2 separate regions of the Mus musculus genome follow, and region 1 is linked to region 2. The links are chromatin contacts, called in public HiChIP or PLAC-seq maps. All regions are on one chromosome and are shown on one strand. The core of a region is the stretch at or near the end of the contact, and the rest is flanking DNA. Distances in the headings are between cores, read along the strand shown.

Region 1 (2,700 bases), core at 60-2,559, 140 kb after region 2:
TTTTGTTTAAACAACCCCATTGTATCTATGTTCTATTTGAAAGGGCAAAAAATGGTAACTGTGAATATTGCTTTGTAAACAGTGCACCAGTGACATTGAACTTGGCCTACTCCAGGAACAAACCTTTCCAAGAAGAGATAGGAAAAGCATAGTATCTTTAACCCACTGACTTTCCACTCAAAAGGTTAGGTCTTCAAGTGAGTGCCCTGCTCAGACATTAGATTCAGGGAGGGATGTACACACCAAAGTTGCTTTCGTTTCAGGTCTGCAAACCACAAGTTTATGGCAGTTTTACCAAGAGAAACTGTAAAACATGCACATATTTTTTACTTAATTTGAAATGAGTTTGTATTCTTCTCAGAACACAAAGACCCAAACATGGCCTCACTATAAATAAAACCTCCAAACCTGCTACCCTAGAGAATATTCCACACGGGTAAGGACGGGGTTGAGACAGAAGAAAGTCAAACGACTTTTCCAAGGTCCTGAGTCTGACTTGGGGCAAAAACTCCAGGTTCCTGGCATCCAGCCCAGTGCTCGTTCCACTGTGTCGCACACGGCACTGAAACACAAACCACTTGACACATGGTGAAGGAGTGAGCGAGGGGCTATGCCACATGAATGGCTAGATTGTTGGAGATGATGGGGGCGGGGAGCGCCGGAGCTCCAGAGCAAAGGCCTGAAGGATAATGCACTGTTACAGAAATCTATTTGCAAGTAGCTACTGCAGTTACCCATGTGGCTGCGGAGGAGGGGGGCCGGGGGGGGGGGGCGTGCAGAACAGTTGATTGACAGCATGAACAAAGGTTCTGACAGTCTCACAAAGCACGACACAGGAGTCACCGTACTTCCTGGGCATCACTGTAGGCTTCATCACACGAGACCTAGAACACAGTGAGGGAAAGCCCACCATCCACCACAGGGCCTCTTGATTCTTCGGGCTCTCCTGTTTCCCTATTTTGCCTGATCAATATTAGGACTTCTTCTTCTTCTTCTTCTGTTTCTGTGTTTCCTTTGGACCGCTCCACATCCACCTTGCACGAATACTAAGCATTTAGGAGCTCCTTTTTACATAGTAACATGCCGTGTGTGCTGCTAACATACATGGTAATAAAATGTGATGAAAGTTACTTTGATTAAAATTTCTTCATTATCCCATGTGCTGCCTACTGTTCGCCCACAGTTTGTACATCAATAAAACTTCATATTAATATTCTCTGAGGTAGAATGATCTCATTAACCATTTCCCCCCTCTCCTGTCCTTTGCTTCCAACTGTGTTGTTCAACTTTGGAACTTCTGACAAATGGCCGTTATTCTCGGGGCTAGTAAAAAGTTCCCAAGCTTCAGGGGGAAACGTAGTTGGTCTAAAGCCCAAGGGAACAGGGTCGTTGAATTAAATGATAAATATATGCATTTAAGATCATTAGAGACTTTATCTCCTGTGAAGGCTATATTTGTCAGATTGATATAATTTCTCTCAACTGAGTACTTAACTCCATGGGCCACCGTTATGATTACTCCTTCCCCTTTAAGTGGGAGACTCTGGCTAAGAACACGTGTGCTCACTCCGGTGCAGCTTCTAGAGTGCTCAAGGCACACCTTTGTTTCATTTAGTATGCAATTTTCACCTCTGACCCAAGAAATGAGGCCTGGGTTTCCTGAGGTTTATTGCCTGTTAATAGACTGCTGGCTGTCTTTTCAGCAGTAATAGAAATGGCGGAGAGGCATTTCGTTTAAGAGGCTGGCAGCAGGCTGCAACCTGAAAGACAACGTCAGAATTCAAAGACAGCCTGGCCCAGAAATAATATAAAGATCTCAGTGACAGGAAGGAGGAAGTTTTCCATATTCCCTCGCACACTGGGCACCCTGCTGTGCAGACAACTGCCGCCTGGCCCTAGCTATTTCCCACTGAACAATGGCAGACACCCTCAACGGTGCTAAGTGATTGATCCAATAATTCATCTTCAACTTACACCTATCTACATATTTGGTTTCTCCTCATTAAACTAGAAACATCAGTGGTAAACTTATGAAGTGCAGTCCATGGCTCTCCATAAAATACACACAGACGCTCATAAGGGGCTCCCGCCTGCCCACTGCCTGCTGACACATGTTTATAATTTTGTCTTTATTTTGTTTGCTGTGGTTTGCTCTTAAGTACATCTGTTCAATTAAAATAGAAACGTGTGACATGGTCTGTACTCAGCAACTTTGGAGCGTGCTAATGAAATGTTCTAAGACTCCTGTCTCTGCTCCTTTAATGCAGAAGGATTTTGTGCCTCGGAGCTCTAGAGACTGAAAAGTGCATACAAAAATATCCTTGAAATCATACAAAGAAGTTGACTGTTTTGTTAATAGTTAAGCGAAGATGTTATTACAGCATATGGACATTATTTTACATGAAAAGACATTATTAAAAATTATTTACTGCCTCATGTTTGAAAACTTACAGGAAAAGTCTGATAATATATTCAACTTGTTTATTACGACTTCATATAATTTTGAATAATACTACTTTTTCCTTTGACAAGTGCAATAAACTGTACCAGTATAGACATGGGTTGATTATCACGAGTGAACTGTGTTGCTTAAAGATACATGCTGGAACAATCAGCTTTTGACGGCTGCATCTCCAGTTATTTACGCTCGCCGTCGAGGTCATAACTCACCATTTCTATATTAATAAGGCAGCGAAATTT
Region 2 (2,700 bases), core at 87-2,586:
ATTTTCTATTTCTACATATCGCTTTGACTCCTTTTCCTTCTCTGCCTTCATCATTGGAAAAGTCTAAGGGGACAGGCATTTTTCACTTTTACCATCTGAAAATAGTGCCTGGTCTACACTGGGTCTCAAAATCACGTTTGCTAAATGAATGAATCAGGCGATGAGGATTGAAAGAGCTACAAGACAGAAAAGCTTTATGAAAGCATAAACTCCACAGTTGGGTTATTCGGATTCAAAATCTGTTTTTGCCATTTATTGGTTGCCTGACCTTAAGAGAAATCGATTTGTTTATACTTGATTCCATTCTCAGTCTGTACAATAGAGAGTCCCATATACCATGCCCCATAGAGAGAATAATTAAAATCATCCCTTGTAGACATCTACATTGTTTCTGGAACCATAATAAAGTAACTGCTCTCATTGCTATTACTGTCATCAAAATTTCCAGAAAGATCACCCTGATAATTCTGTGCCATGAGTTAGTAGTCATGAATAGAAATTTCTAATAAATAAACATTTTGGACTAAACTCACACATTATTCCAGTTTCCCTTTATATCCTTCTGTTTGGCTCCACAATCAATGGCCCCATTATCCATGGAGAATTGCTTCTTCCCTCCCTTACTCTCAGAATGTGGGGAGTTTGATGTTCATGTTGGTCTCTTTGCTCCATTTGAGTGGCTTGGGCTCCTGGCTTTGTGATCTACCTACCCAGCTTCAGAACTAGAAACTCATATTTCAGGGAGTGGAAGAAGCCACCAGACATCCTTCCCGTTTGCTTTCAAGTGAATGGGACTGAGAGATCACAATGTATCTATCCTCTATGTGTCCCAAGAGGAAAGGCACACAGAAAAAGTAAAAAAGGGAAAATGCAATTCTGTTTCTGGCTTTTCATTATTCATTGTGCATCCCACTCATTCACGTTTCTATTGGTTGCATCTATTCACCTGAACTCTGTGCAGAGGACTTTAAATGGATTCAAAGATGATTCAGACGTCAGTTCTGTCACCAGGTAGCTTTGGCCCCCAAATACAGCTTTGTCTCACCTGATGTCTCACCTGATGAGGAACAGGTGACAGTCTTAAGCGGAATTGATTTCCTCACTAGTTTCTGGTGAATTTGGTCTCCTTGCAGTTAGTCCAACTTCTGATGTCCAAAATGGCAACGGCTGACATGTGTCCCTATTTAAATTTGAATGAGTTAAAACTTCATTTCCTGGGGCCATTGGCCAAAAGTAGCTACAGGCTCTGGTACTGGACTACACAGACAGTTCCTTGAAGGAGTGCTTTCCCTGGAACCTGAGATACTGATAAATAAGCAAGTTACAAAGACTTTTCCGGGGGTCCAATGTTGATTTGATCTTAGCCAGCTTATTAAGGCAAACAGTCAAAATGGCAAGCAATAATTATTGGCTGAGATTCTAAATTGGTGTAAGGTAGATATGGTTTTGAAATTAATTCCAAACACCGGCTGCCCTTGGTGCCTTGTTATAGCGTCTTATCCCTGCCATTAGACAACAGTGAACTCCACATATGGTGCCCTGACTGGTCACATGATTTTTTAATATCCACACGATGGCACTAAAATGGCCTATTAGATTTACAGTGTCATTAACCTTCCAAAATAAAATGAGAGTCTGCTCTGGCAGGGGGAAGAAAGTGTGAGTGCTGTTGGGTTTTGGGTAACCAGTCTGTGAGGAAATGCTGACAGGGGTCAGCGTGACATCATCTTTCATTCAGCCCCAAAGCTGTCAGGCCCTCCCCAGATGTCTGAAACGCAGATATAAATTTTCATTATCCGGCAGCAAAGGGCCAGAGGTACACCAAATGAATTTTTTACCAATCAAATTATAGCTCGTTGCCAGATTAAGTGTAAACACTAATTTTGTGAAGTTTTCTTCTGGTCATTTATCTCCAACTCCACAAAGTAACCTCGCTGAAACTGAAAAGATTTAGAAATTAAATTATTGTTTTTATAATCTTGTTGTGGACACCACAAAATTGAATGAAAAGAAATTCCATTAATAATGAACAGTGCCGTCTTCTGCAGAACAATTAGATTTTTTTTTTTTTAAAGAAAAATGCAAAGCCAGGGCAAATGGGAAGGAACTGGTAGCCTAGCTTCACCATTCTGGGCCTTGATCACTCTACCTATGCATTGGTGAGCTAAATAGCACCATCACTGGTGGCTAAGAATGGGCTAAGAATGACTGTAAGAATTCATGCTCCCGTATTGGCAAATTTAATGTCCTTGATCCTCTGTTGTATTTGATTTGTAGAAGACAAATAATTCCCAGTTAAAACATTTAGCAGGATTGTACAAGAGCACATGTATTTATTCCTGGGAACTAGAACTCATTCTCCCTTACAAGTAATGGGGAGAATAGCCTGTTTTTGTCTCTGTTATACTCTGATGTCACAGTGCAGTGTAGTTATACTATAACAGGATAGATAGTCTATTGTCAACAGTGTCCACATCCTTCATATACATAGAAACGCTGTGCATGTTTCTCTGGTGTTAGGAGTGCCATCTCCTCTCATTTAGACTCTGGAGACCCTTTGTACTCCTTCAAGCTCTATCTGCTCTGGGGACTGCCAGGGTGTAGGCCTGTCCTCAGCAAGCATGGCATGGAGGGGCCGGTGGGGGATGACAGGGAGAAGCATTTGTGGCATGGGCTGCACAAGGCTGAGCACATCCAGAA

The links. HiChIP or PLAC-seq counts read pairs in DNA pulled down with a chosen protein or histone mark.
Region 1: an H3K4me3 HiChIP or PLAC-seq map of embryonic limb bud shows a contact between it and region 2, with 2.4 times the contacts expected there. The contact joins two enhancer-like sites. A contact is called at or near these places in 1 of 484 Hi-C or Micro-C datasets (nephron progenitors), 1 of 115 datasets of contacts at active chromatin or transcription factors (embryonic limb bud) and 1 of 9 other capture datasets (adipose tissue).

The regions. Positions count from the first base shown.
Region 1 is chr3:30,226,447-30,229,146 of GRCm38.p6, forward strand. The region is part of intron 2 of Mecom (MDS1 and EVI1 complex locus); the gene reads right to left. Among named protein-coding and RNA genes, the nearest start is that of Mecomos, 210 kb to the left of the region's middle. Within about 2 kb of position 1,310, at least 34 of the 459 cell types and tissues checked have an H3K27ac peak or open chromatin away from gene starts, as enhancers often do. A contact at or near this core is called in embryonic limb bud, where this site is marked.
Region 2 is chr3:30,084,720-30,087,419 of GRCm38.p6, forward strand. The region is part of intron 2 of Mecom (MDS1 and EVI1 complex locus); the gene reads right to left. Among named protein-coding and RNA genes, the nearest start is that of Mecomos, 66 kb to the left of the region's middle. Within about 2 kb of position 1,337, at least 5 of the 459 cell types and tissues checked have an H3K27ac peak or open chromatin away from gene starts, as enhancers often do. A contact at or near this core is called in embryonic limb bud, where this site is marked.